3 separate regions of the Sus scrofa genome follow, and all the other regions are linked to region 2. A link is a contact called in public HiChIP or PLAC-seq data. All regions are on one chromosome and are shown on one strand. Each heading gives the region's core, a stretch centred on a gene start, on an enhancer-like site or on the middle of the called end of the contact. The rest is flanking DNA. Distances are from core to core; before and after follow the strand shown. Region 1 holds the start of EED (polycomb protein EED). Region 2 holds the start of PICALM (phosphatidylinositol binding clathrin assembly protein). Region 3 holds the start of HIKESHI (protein Hikeshi).

Region 1 (4,386 bases), core at 2-2,501, 180 kb after region 2:
TCCCCACCCCTACCCACCACTCCGCTCCATGATTATAAATCTCCACCTAATCCTGCTGTATTCAGAGTTGAGCCCAATTTCTTTCTCCTCCTGTGACGGTCTTGACACTTATTACAACAGTCCTAAATGAAGTTCTTTTCTGTTCTCACAAGTGTCAGAATAATTTTTGTCTTTTTAGGGTCGCACCCGTGGCATATGGAGGTTCCCAGGCTAGGGGTCAAATCAGAGCTGCAGCCGCTGGCCTACACCACAGCCACAACAACACCACATCTGAGCCTCACCTGTGACCTATACCACAGCTCATGGCAACACCGGATCTTTAACCCACTGAGTGAGGCCAGGTATCACACCTGCATCCTCATGGATACTAGTCAGATTCATTTCCTACTGAGCCACAAGGGGAACTCCAGAATAATTTTTAACATTAGCAATAATGAATAAAACCAATTTCCATATATTATCCCTGACTCATCAGACACATTTAAAAGATATCTCTCCAAGTTTTAATAAAACTCTTTAAAAATATTTTCGCGTTTTGGGTAACATGAAGGCCGAAAGGCATTTTCCTTCCATATGTGTCCTTTACCCAAATGTTCAGCAATTTTCTAATTTTATGACTATAAGTGATTTCCACTTTCCAGCTCCCATTGATTCCCAAATACACAGAGTAATTTGGATTAGAAATGCCTTAGCTCATTATCCTTTTTTTTTTTTGGTAGAGCTATATTTCATAAACATCCTTCTCAAGAGACAAGCGGGGTATGTTTGTTTCTGCGCATGAAAATGTCATGCCAAACCACATCTTAGTTTCTCAGTGGTTGACTCTATACCAGTTTCATCTCTCTCTCTCTCACCAACTGAGTGCTTAGTAGTGCCTGGAATGTTAGGATTTCAACAAATAAATGCAATTACTATTATTAAGATATGGACTTTAATTTTTCAGCCTCATTTTTGTCTTCATTGCAAAAAAAAAAACTTATTCTGCCTTGCTTTTTGCTTTACCTTTTCTCATTCTCAACAGAATCCTCTCCCTATCTCCAAAAGAAAGAGTGATTTGCAATCCGCAGTTAATGAAACAGATAATATTCTCTATGTTAAAGCATCATGCAAAAGTAGTTCAAGTACACTAGAATTTAATAGATGGGGCACTCTCAACTGTTTATCCAACAGGCTATGTAATGAGGTTTAAAAGAGGAAAAAACATATAATATCACGCACCTTTCTTTTTTTTTTTTCTTTGTTGTTCAGTTATGTGGCTTAATGACCCATCTAACAAATTCACCAGGATCACCAATTTATTTAGCATCTGTCAAGCGCCCAGATTTTGATGAAATCTAACAGTTTTGTGGCCTGCACCTAAAATTTTATTGTATCGGATTTGCCGTCACTTAAGTCTCACAGTTTCAAACAAAGTTGGAGATGACCATTGATTTTTGGGCCTTGGCATTGTCCAGGGCCTTGATAACCCTTTAACAGTTAAAGGAGTACTTTGAGCTGTAACTCACTGGAGTCTAGGATATTATAGTTTTAGGATATTCTTACTTAAACTCTTCTCAATAGTAGCACCAATTGGACGAGGATAATCATTCATCGTAATAAATATTCACCAGAATAAATATTCATCAAAAAAAATTATGACGCATTCAGGGACTACGATTTGGTACCGCTTTGAAATCCATCTTAGGCTACGGAAACCCGGTGGAAGACTACCTGGTTCAGCAAAGACTTCGAAGAGGCGGGGCTTGGAGGAGGCGGGTCCGGACAACCAAGCGCGAGAATACGCCCCAGCGCATGCGCACCTATGAGCGGGTAACTTCCATTTGTTAGGCAGGGGAGGCAAGTGAGAAACAGTCTACAGTTTTAAATTTCTATTCTCACCCGAAAATGAGATTGTGAACAGGTCCATGAACAATTTGAGAGCGTTAGCCTCTGAGGTTAAGGTTATGGACACTTGCCATATACCCCTAAATCAAGAGGTGACTTCTCATCTCTTCCCCCGTCCCCTAGGATATTGGTGGTCTAGTCCATTCCACAGACTTTCGAGTCCTTGCAGCGGGTCGGGGATCGAAGGATTGGGCCAATTGCGACTGAAACGTCTTTGGAAAGAGGAAGGGGGTGAGGGGGCATCCTTCTGAGTTCCGCCTCTCTTTTTTCGACGCGGTCGTGGGGAAGGGGAACGTACGAAATACTGCCCTTGAAAGCCAACGGATCACACCTCTCCGTGCAAACTGCCGGGAGGGCGGCGGGAAAAGGGCAAGACGGGAGTGGGTAAAGGGAAGGATCCAGGAAGCCGCGCGGGAGGGCGCGCGCGCGCGCGCCCCTTTTTCAGCAGTGTGGCGGGGTCGCACGCACGCCCGCCTCGGCGGCTGGGCGCGGTTTGCGACAGTGGGGGGAGCGGTGGAGGTGGCGGCGGCAGTGGCAACTTTGCGGCAAGCTCCGGCCGGGCTTGCTTGACGGCGGTGTGGCGGAGGCCCCGCCCTAGGCGGCAGGAACCTGGAGGGAGGCGGAGGAATATGTCCGAGAGGGAAGTGTCGACAGCGCCGGCGGGAACAGACATGCCTGCGGCCAAGAAGCAGAAGCTGAGCAGCGACGAGAACAGCAACCCGGACCTCTCTGGAGACGAGAATGTGAGTGCAGTTCTGAGCAGTTCAGATGGGACTCCGGAGTGAAAGTTTTAAATTCTTTTTAAACTGTAGGCGTGGGGGCGGGCTGGTGGCTGTGGGGGGAGGGAGAGGTGTCACACTCTACTCAGGAAAACGCGGGCGTGGAGGAGAAAATCGAACTTGTTTCTAAGGGGGTTTTGAGCTGAGGCCGAGAGTGAACGGAAACTTGGCGAAGGAGAGTGGTTTAAGAGAGCGAGATGGCAGAGGGTCAGAGGGGTCTGGGTCCTTTTGAGAGGATGGGGAGTGTTCGGGCCTTTGGGAGATTTTGTCCGAGTGCAGAGCTGAGACTCTAGTAGTTTAAAAGGCAAGTTAGAGGCTTTTCTAAGAAAGTTGGAAGGAGGGGCTAGCGTGTTATGGACTTTTAAAATGGAATTTAGGGACCGTGTCACTCTTAGAGCCTTCTGACTGTCCAGGATGGGAGGAGTAGATCTTAGACCTAAGACGTTTAGACGACTCTTTTAAAGGGGCATTTGTGTCTGCTCTTATCTTGTCCATGGATAAGGGGTGCGCCTGACAGTCGGATTCTTCTCAGGAGGAGAATTGAGAGGGTCGTCTACTGACTTGGAGGAGGAAACGATCCTTGAGGAAGGAATGAGAAGGGAGTTACTCTCTTTTAAGTTTTCACTAAGATAAAGGGGACGACCCCTGGAAGATTTTAGGCCAACTGCGGTTAGATCCTTTTAAGTAGGGGCTCATGGCCTCGCATGTGCAAGGTATTTTGGAATTAGATTTTTTTTTTTAAACTCTAAAGTGGATCTTGGTAATACTCTAGTCCGTCCCAACAGTTGACCCCATTGTATTTAGGTGAGACTCCGGTAACAACCGAATCGACGTTAATTTTCAGCTTCAGGTTTTAAGTGTATATCCATTAAGGTCAGCAAAATGTCTTGACTTAAAGACGGTACTCTAAAATGTGAACCTTCCGGGGAAAAACATCTGATCATCTTTTTAAAAATCTTCAAAATATTGTAGAAGGGTGGATTAAGTTCTTCGTTTTCTCAGTTTGGCCAGTTTTTAAGGATAAATGTTATTTCTTATACACCCAGTTCCTAAATTCTACATCATTACCTCATCGACTGAAGCATATATATGGTACGGTGTCACGACCAAAATTTTCACTGAACAGATGGGAAAGAATCCTTTTTGCAAATAGAAGAAAGATATTTGGGGATTTGGACTTGAAGTTTCTGGAAGGCTTAGGTGCTGAATGTTACTTTAAATCTGTTTTTGTTTCCTGTTTGTGCTTCCAGTCTTAGGTATTGGGACCTAACATTTTGACCCTCTTCATTCCATCCCATGGAGCCTGTTTTATTTTCATCTTTTCTTAAATTTTTCTAGGCAGACTAGGTTAGTGACTAGAAGCACAACTGGATCCAAGTGTTAGATTACAACCCCCTGTCTACTACTTACTGGTTGCTTGACCTTGAGCAAGATATTTGACCTAGTTGCCTCACATTCTTGAAAATGGGGATAATAACAGTGTTGATTTCATGGGGTATTTGTGAGGATAAATGAGATAATATAGGTAAAGTATTTTTTTAAAAGAGTGCCTGCCCCCTAATAAGTACTGTACAAGTGTTTTTAATTACTATTACTTATTTTGTAATCATATAGTCTGGACTTAGCTTTCTGGTCCTTAGGCATATTCATCAGGCAGAAATGTAATGAAAATGTCAGTAACCTATTTAGACTGAGGAAAATTTCAGGGCACCAAAAACATTGA
Region 2 (4,708 bases), core at 1,275-3,774:
TTTAAACAACAATATACGGAAAATAGTATTACTGTATTTAAAAAACCTCATTTAAAAGAAATAGAGTAGTGGCTCCTTATTTATACGGATTAAAAAAAAAAATCAAATGTCACCAGGAACATTCAAGTTCTAAAGAAGTGGAAATTTATAAACACAAGAGTGGCAGAGAAAAAGCACCACAAATGTGAGATTATCCATACCAAACCTAATCCCAGTTGTTATCTGCAGTAGCTTCCACAAGAGAAAAGACTAACATTTATAGAACCACAAGGAAGTATCACTTTGCTAAACTTACCCAGCCTATTTTCCACAACGTGTTAAAAGAACTGCAACATTTGAAATAAAACAAAAACTTTGTAAAGGACTTTTAAAAGCAAAATCTATTGTTATAATTTATCATTTTGAAGTGAGAGAAGAGGATAACAGTCATAAGTAGGTTTTGTCACCCACCCCTCAGCATCAGGAATAAACAAAAACCCAACTAACAAAAGAATTAACAGTGTTAGGGCAAACCACAGACTGGGTAGAGAAAGCCAAGCAGTCATTTGAAGAGAAGTAAACAGAAATGTTTACTCCAAATATCAGATAATCCAAAAAGCACTTCAGGCTTTACAATGCATTTTAAATAATTTTCCATTCATAAGAGTGTTACTGAATTATCTAAAACAATCAAGGATTGATGGTTAATAAGCAGCCTGCCTCATCCACATATCAGAGAGAAGAACCAAATAGTAATGATGTTTTTTTAAACTTTTCCACAAGGAAGGAACAAGTCACAATGAATAATGGGTTTGTCTGTACCAATAACTTGTTCTAACAGTACTTCACGAGCAAAGTATCTTGGAAGAATTCACATTTTGTACACTTTTTTTTAAGCGCAAACCTTACTGCCAAAGTCCAAACGAGAAATCAAAACAGGACTCTCTCATCAGTGAATTCCCTTTCAGAACATGCTCACTCTTGCTTCAAATAGTAAAGCAAAGTAACGTTCATGTAGAATGAAAGGACGTGTCCAACAGCCATTTTTTTAAAAAGAACTTATTATTATGCCTTTTTCTCTATGTTTCCTTGAAAAGTTTCAGATCAAAACTCCACTAAGTCAAAGCTTGAGTAATCACTGATCTTTGTACCTTGAGGTAAAGGAGTGTTATGAAAAAGGAGGATATTACAGGTGGCTTCCAGGTTTGGAAAAAGTTGGGAGGAGTTAGCTCTACTAATGGTATATACAAGTTAGTGAATGGTGTAATACCATGCCGTGTAAGAAAAGCTAGTCCTCCAAAAGATAACCAGCATAAATTAAAACGGAGTCCAAACTCAAGCCTCACCAAGTATCTTTTCACCAGTTTTTAAAAAGATGTACGTTATCTGTAGGTCAGATTATTAAAATAGTAGACTATCATAAATGCCAATAGTCTACTCTTCCGCTCAAGTTTCTACATTCAAACCGTCAGGTTTAACAGCTCTAGGAGATGACAGCAAAAATCAGCAAACCCTTTTCCATATACCCATTAGAAAGAAAGGGGGCGAGGGAGGTGCCTGACACAACTTATCCTAGTCAAAAGCATGGAAAACACAAAGATTAAATTCCACTAGAGGTGACTTAAAAATGCCAACGTTCCACAAAGCTTTTCCTACCCCAACGGAATCCCTTTACATCCACCCCCCCTTGAAGAAAAGTGGTCTGGGATAAAAGTCGGGCATTGACCATGATATTTCAAATGGGACGACGGAACCTAACGGAAGCTACAGAGGCAAAGAAAGGTAACCCAAGGCGGGGGGGGGGGGGGGAGGGAGGTGGATGAGAAACCCGGGAAGGACAGGGACAGAGGCGGATAGTGGGAATCGCTTCAAAGGAGGCAGCCCTCAGAGCGGCAGAGAAACTGGGATCCGGGTCCACCGAACCCGGCGTTCACGGAAACCCGAAGGCGGCTCGTAGGGAAACAATAGGGCGGTGAGACGGAGAGCAAGCGGGGAGACGCACGGGAGAGGGCGGCTAGGCAGCACCGGACGGGTGGGATGAAAGAGCAGAAGGCTGCAGGAGAGAGATAGAGGCCGGGAGGTGGGGAGCCAGAGGGAGAGGCAAGTTGGTCGGTGGTGAGAGGGTATCGCGGCGCACCGGGCAGGGAAGCGAGGGTCCCCGAGGAACCCGGAGGGGAGTGGCTTGTCAGGGATTCTTAGACAGGGAACGGAAGCCGTGAAGGCAGGTGTGATGGAAGCAAAAAGAACACAGCTCGGACGCGCACAGGACCCGCCGAGCCGGATGAGACGCAGGGAGGTGAGAGGCAGCTGAAGAAGAAAAGAGATGAGAAGAAAGACAGACGCGGGTCGCGGGGGGCCGTGGTCGGCTTCACTCACAGTCCAGGTGCTTTTTCTTGGGCCCCATGATCTCGTGGGTCGTGGCCTTGCATACTGTCTTGGATACGGCAGAGCCGGTGACACTGTGCTGGGCGGCGGTGATTCGGTCCGTCAAGCTCTGGCCGGACATCTCTGCGGCTCCTCCGCCACCCCTCCCGCTCGGCAGCCGGCGGGGACTGGGACCCCCAAGCGCCGGAGGACCCCCACCCCCCCACCGCACCCCCTACCCCCACCGGCTCCTTCTCCGCCTGCCGGCCTGGGGCGGGGCTCAGGGCCGCTTGCTGCCACCCAGCCAGGCAAGAACCGGCTCTTGTCACCCGCGGGGTCAGGCACGGTGTCGGGCACTCCCCTGCCCCCGCCTCAGCTCAGCCCACCCCTTCCCTGGTCAGCTGGAGCCGGGCAGGGCAAGAGGGACAGGCAGCTGCAGGAAAATGGCGGCGCCAGGCTCCTCCTCGGAGCTTTCCGGGCTGCCCGGGTCACGTGACTCGGGCGCCGCCCCGCCTTCTCCTTCTCCCGCCCCTTTTCCCTTCTCTTTCCTCTTCGACGCCCGCCCTCCCTCGCTCGGCGAGGGAAGAGCGGGGCGGCGCCCGCGCGTTACGTGATGGAACCCGCCCGGCGGGCGCAACAGGAGGCCCTCCCGGGCGGAGTGCGGCGGCCCGCCGCGTCACGTGACGTTCCCTGCCAACAGGTCGCCCGAGGCCGGTCTCGCGGGGGTCACAGAGGGGGGCGGGGCGACGCGGGGGAGGGGCGGCGAGTCCGGCGCGCTGGGGAGGCACGTATGGCTTCTTCCCGCTCCCATCCCAAGGGTATCCTAGTGTCTGCGGTTGGAACCAACGTCTTGACAAAGAGGAGATGCAGCTGACTTCGCAGCTCCCGCTGAGGAAAGGGGTGTCAGAGCTCCCCGGGCGTTCCTAGCGGGATCCAGAATGTGTTTAGGGATGCCCCCAAAGCCAGCCTCCAGGCTTGAAGGAGAAGGTCTCCGCTGGCCCACTCTCAGAACCTGCCACCAGGCCTCTCCCTGCTGTGGATATCGAAGCTGTCCCTGCTTATTTACCCCCAGAAGGGTTGGGCTTTTTCCCCTTTTTCTTGAGAGGTTTGGCATTGTCACCTGTATTTGTTTATCCCTTCTCTGAAAACTGCCAGTCTAAATTTGGATACCAGTGAGCCAGTATTGTTCCTCTAGGGTGTCAAATAGGACAGGAAACACATAGCTGCACTGGAATTTGAAAAGGGAAGTAGTAGGATGATGTCAACAAAGATTAGCTTGACCCTACAAGGCTGACTGCTGTGGTGATTAAAGGTTCAGACCATAGAAGGAAGTGAGAGGGTGGTAAATGGAGAAGTCCCTTTCAGAGAACCCAGACATCACTACCTGCCATCTCCCCTGGTTTGGTCTTTGTTCTCTTTGGCCTCTTTTTTCTCCGTGTAAACCAGATTTCCAGTGAAAGAAGACACTGACCCTGTCCTGTGGGCATTTTAGAGGAATCGTTATATCCTGTGGCTCTGTTCAAGAAGATCCAGATCTATTAACAAAGTCTTTTTAAATGTTATTAGGGCCCCACTTTCAACACAAGTTTAAAGATAAATTTTTAAGTCTCCATGAATATTAAATTACCGTAATAGTCCTATGTACTCTTGCTAGTTTTGAATGAAATGCTAACATACTCAGTCTGTGTACACCATCTGCCAGCCAGTCCAAAACACTGTGCTTCAATCTGGTGACTCTCAAAAGATGCAAAGCTAATAGATAGTTAACATTTTATGTAGCATCGTGAATTTTGTGGTCTCCTCCCATTCCCTTTACCCCCCTTTTTTTTTTCACTATGGCTGATGAAATTCTGCAGCAACATGTTTTTGCCAAGGACATAAAGTGCTTAAACCAGCAGGCTTCATCTTTGTCAAGTCAGCCCCAAATTTCTGAAAACTGTAATGACTTCCTTCAGTGCATCTGCAATCCATCTGTGGTTTGGTGCCCAGTTTGCTGCCCTTTGTCTATTGGGCAGTGGAGTTATCCAATTCTCAAGACATCTTGTCAGCCATACTTGCTGTGCTTCTATGAGTTCCACTTAATAAGTTACAGGTTGGCCTGAGCTTCACTGCTAAAACTCTCTAAGGTCCCCAGGACCATGGCATCTAGCTATCATCACTAGCTACATATTTCATCCTTAGGGAAAATGTAAAAGTTATTCCTAAACACGCACCACGCAACTTGTATTTTTTGCACTACTGCGAATGAATTTCTAGGAAAGTATTTCACTGTTACTTTTGCCAAAGGGGTTCTTACAAGCCACCTTTATTCAAATAACTGTGGACATGTTCACCTTATTAATAAACTAGTTTCTATTGGAAATAT
Region 3 (4,488 bases), core at 461-2,960, 230 kb after region 2:
GAACCTGAACAACCAGATGAACAGATACACAGGGAAAGTCTGGGAGTGTAGGAGCATCTGCCTAGTGGAGTTGGGGTGTGTAATCTTCCTGGTATGTGGATGGGTTCACCAGCCTGGAAGCTCTCCAAACTCCATACTACTGGGATTTTATTAAGTCTTCCTCATGTAGGTGTGATCAATTGACCCCATTTCCGGCCTTTCTCCCCTCTCTATAGAATGGGAGGAGGGGCTGAAAATTCCAAGCTTCTAATCAGGCTTTATCTACCTGGAGACCAGACCACATCTAAGAACCCATCCAGAGTCCCCTCACAAAACAAAAGATGCTTCCAATGCACCTATCACTTGGGAATTGACAAGATTTTCAGGAGCCCAGTGTCAGAAACAGGAGGCAGAGACCAACATATTTATTTATTGTTTTCCATGGTACAAGGTGAGCGTGAAGACATGAAAAGTTGGGAAAAGTAGTAATGCCAATACTAACATTTTATTAAGCAACATTCTGGTTACTATTTAGTAGTTTACATGTTACCTTCATAACAACCCCATTTTACAGATGCCAAAAAAGAAGGCATGGTAGTGTTAGGTTAACTGGCCTAAAAGATTATACAGCTAATAAATGATAGAGACAGGCTCTGAATCCAGGGAGTTTGTCTGCCCTTCTGAAAATGGTGTCATAACGAATGGCCTTTTTATTCTGAAGATTCCGGGAATTCTTAGGTAGAAAGTTGGAGACAGTGACAGAAAGATCCTTTTCTATCTATTTGCCGTTGGCTTGGCTACCTCAAAGGAAAATCTAAGTTTATGGAGCTAAAATGGAAACCAGAGGACTGTTTCAAATACTCTGATCCTCCACATTACCTGAGCAAGTGGACTAAGTTCAGATATTTCAAGTTGGGCAGACCTTCACCGAGGGGGTATCTTACCTTCCTATCCAGAGGAAAGGGAACTGGAGCTGTGAAATGGAGAACGAGTGTTGTTGGTAGTCAGTACTTGATGCCAGTTCCTCTGGCTATTAACTTTTTTCTGCAAATGCACAGAGAAAAGAAAAAAGGCATTTTACAATAAAACGGCCATTAGCTAAGTACTGCCAGGTTCTAAGTGGTTATTTATAAATTTACTTAACCCTCACAGCAACCGTAGGAGACAAGCAAAATTATTATTCTTATTTAACAAATGGCATCATTAAAGCACAATTATTATAGAACTTGCTTACAGCCCCCCCCCCCAAACAAGTATATGGAGGAGGTAAGTCGGGCTGGAAAAAAGTACAATGAAATTGTAAATAAGTACACAACATATGATTAAGAATTAGTACTTTTCAGCTACCGTGTAGCAGAAGAAACTCGGACTTGAACCAGGACTTGGATTCAAGCTCCATCCCTGAGTCTAAGTGTAAAAATTTGGGGCTGGTCACTGCGGGCAATTTTCTCACCTACAAAACGCAAGACAATAATTCCTACCTCATAGGGTTTTTGTAAGGATCTAGCGTTTGTAAAAGCGCACTGTAATCTCTAAAATGTTAAACAAACGTGAAAAACAACTCCACTCTGCTTCGGACTCGTAAATTTGGGACGCGGTCAATCAACCCTAACAGGCAAATGCTCCGCTCTCCTTCCCGGAAGCCGGCGCAAGGCCCTCTGGGACTTGTAGTCTTATATGGGAGCTGGCGCTCCTTTCTCATTTGGGGAGGGGAGCAGCTGCATGTAAGCCCCGGAAGTACTTGTCGCTAGAGAGGCGCTCTGGTTAGGAGGGGAGGTCAGAGGTCGCGGGGGTAGAAGGCGTTCCTGCCGCTGGCCTAGTCGTTATGTAGTGGAGGGGTAGGCGCCCTCCTCCATGTTCTGGAAGGTTCTTGGTCTCGACTAGGGCAGAAGCCCCAGGACTTCTAGTCCCCGGCTTCGGGTCCCTGCCGGCTGAGCGGAGCCGCCGCCGCCATGTTTGGCTGCTTGGTGGCGGGGAGGCTGGTGAGGATGGGGTCGGGTGGTCTCAGGAAGCGGGCAGCACCCCGAGGGTGAGGCCCCGGGAAGGCAGGGTGCGCCGGTGCTAGGGGTGCGGGGGAAACCCCCTCACGTCTGCTTTCCAGCTGAGCATGGGGGTGGGGAGTGGGACGCTGGGGTGTTCGCTGTCTTTGCCCCCAGCGCTTTTCAGAGTCGTTTTATTAGTAGGCACATCTTTAGGTGCCATTTAGCGAGGGTGCATTATCTGAGCAATGCATGACTTTTGTCCACTTCTCATCATCTCAGCCTTCTCTGTAGCGCTAATTTGGTACCGCAGACTTAACCAAAGCTCCTGAAATGGTTACCATTTTCATGTTGTAGTTGAAGAACTTAAGCTTTGTTGGTAGTATAAAGATTTCGCCTGAGCTCATAAATGAGTTGCAGTAAATCTGAACCTAATTTGTAGCGTCCTGTTTGTATCGAAGATTAAGGTGTTTGGGTAATGTACAACTGCTGAATCTTTTTAGAAGGGACTTAATAAAAATATTCTTAAGGTAGTTGGAAGTTGGCAGCTAGAAACTTATGAAACTTAAGCGTGAGCCTACCTGAGATGACCCCAGAAGGATTTGAGCCGCGAGTGTCCTTATTGGTGGCTTAAAAAAACCCCACCTTAATGCATTGTTAGAATTAAATGAGATAAATACCTGGAATTGTTCAGGAATAATCGGGAGGATGAATCTTGCTTGCCTCCTTAGAAACCACTCAGAAATCCATTTCAGACCCGATTTCTTTCACCTAGAATGTTTTTTTTCCCCTCCCTGCTTTATTAAATATTGTAGCTCCTTTGTTGAATTGTTAAGGTTTTCATCAATTTCTGGCAATATGTTGTGAACACAGTACTGAGGAATCACAGAGATAAATTAGAGGTGGCTGTCAGAAAATCTGTCTCTGGAGTGACTGGGAGACCCCTTTTGGTGATGGTGGTAATTGTTAAAACTGGTGAGATGACTTTGGATTGCCCCTGCTCTTGATAGGAGAGATGAAATGACTAGCCTGGGATTGAGTCTGGGACTGGGATGAATTTCATTAGTCAGTGATATTTGAAATGTGTCTTTTTCTAAAGAGTTGAACTAATTTGGAATCCATGTTATCAACTAATTTGGAAGGACTAGGAATACCTGTGTCTATTTAGCTAACACCTGATCTCTGTAATGGATATCCAGTGGCAAGATTTTTTTGACGGTCTTTGACTCTTTAATTGTGAAGTTATTAGAAGAGACCTAGCGGTATCTCAACTCTTTAACTACATTACTCTCTTACTTTCTAAAGTTATGAACTCAGTTTTCTTTCCTGAAAATTTTTAAGTAAAAGTGAAACCTTTTTCCCGAGGTTTGAGGATTAGAGTGTAATAACACAGATTAACAGAATGGTGCCTTTGATAGGGTTGACATTTAAGAAATATTTATTTTGCCTGATGATTATTTCAAGACTTGTAATTACCGTAATTTTACATGCCTTTTAAGATTTATGTGCATGGCAAAAACTGGTAAGATTGAATTTAATACTAATACACACCATTTGGTTTATGTTCTTCCTTTGTTTTTTTTCTCTGTGTTTAAACCGAAGGGTCACTGCTGTGAGCTGTGGTGTAGGTCTGAGCTGTGGTGTAGGTCGCAGACGAGGCTCAGATCAGATCCCGCGTTGCTGTGGCTGTGACCTAGGCCTGCGGCTACAGCCCAATTTGACCCCTAGCCTGGGAACCTCCATATGCAGCAGGAAGCGGCCCTAGAAAAGGCAAAAAGACAAAAATAAATAAATAAAAAATAAACCCAAGGGTTTAATGATTTGGGGGTTACAAGTATATTTTAGGACTCAACAAATGAGGATTGACTGTAATTACTTCTGGATTGCTTACCTATTTTAATTACCTGAGATTCTTTACCCTCAAACTAGAAGATAAGGCTTTGGTGGTATAGTGTTTTGAACAGCCTTTCACCTTTTTATTACTCAATGAATTTATTACCTTTATAGTTGTACAATGGTCGTCACAATCCAGTTTTATAGGATTTCCATCCCACAACCCCAGTGCATCTCCCCACCCCCCAAATTGTCTCCTCTGGAGACTGTAAGTTTTTCAATGTCTGTGAGTCAGCATCTGTTCTGCAAAGAAGTTCAGTCCGTCCTTTTTTCTCATTCCACATGTCAGTGAAAGCATTTGATGTTGGTGTCTCATTGTATGGCTGACTTCACTTAGCATGATAGTTTGTAGGTCCATCCATGTTGCAAAAAATGCTGGTATTTTGTTCTTTTTAATGGCTGAGTAGTATTCCATTGTGTATATGTACCACATCTTCTGGATCCACTCCTCTGTTGATGGGCATTTAGGTTGTTTCCATGTCTTAGCTATTGTAAATAGTGCTGCAGTGAACATCGGAGTACATGTGTCTTTGCGAGTCATGGTTTTCTCTGGATAGATGCCCAGGAGTGGGATTGCTGGATCAAATGGTAGTTCTATGTTGAGTTTTCTGAGGAATCTCCATACTGCTTTCCACAG

Evidence for each region. HiChIP or PLAC-seq counts read pairs in DNA pulled down with a chosen protein or histone mark.
Region 1: a contact with region 2 is called in an H3K27ac HiChIP or PLAC-seq map of alveolar macrophages. The contact joins the promoter of EED here to the promoter of PICALM in region 2. A contact is called at or near these places in 1 of 5 promoter capture datasets (liver), 3 of 47 Hi-C or Micro-C datasets (brain, heart right ventricle and liver) and 2 of 2 datasets of contacts at active chromatin or transcription factors (alveolar macrophages and skeletal muscle).
Region 3: a contact with region 2 is called in an H3K27ac HiChIP or PLAC-seq map of skeletal muscle. The contact joins the promoter of HIKESHI here to the promoter of PICALM in region 2. A contact is called at or near these places in 2 of 2 datasets of contacts at active chromatin or transcription factors (alveolar macrophages and skeletal muscle).

The regions. Positions count from the first base shown.
Region 1 is chr9:20,121,826-20,126,211 of Sscrofa11.1, forward strand. It overlaps EED (polycomb protein EED), which reads left to right and starts at 1,252. Exons shown (of 12, transcript XM_013979229.2): 1 at 1,252-2,627. The coding sequence starts at 2,514.
Region 2 is chr9:19,944,390-19,949,097 of Sscrofa11.1, forward strand. PICALM (phosphatidylinositol binding clathrin assembly protein) reads right to left here and starts at 2,525. Exons shown (of 21, transcript NM_001246270.1): 1 at 2,356-2,525. The coding sequence starts at 2,485.
Region 3 is chr9:20,179,477-20,183,964 of Sscrofa11.1, forward strand. It overlaps HIKESHI (protein Hikeshi), which reads left to right and starts at 1,711. Exons shown (of 5, transcript XM_013979233.2): 1 at 1,711-1,961. The coding sequence starts at 1,932. LOC106504836 (a long non-coding RNA gene) reads right to left here and starts at 1,629. Exons shown (of 4, transcript XR_001298678.2): 1 at 1,461-1,629; 2 at 924-1,023.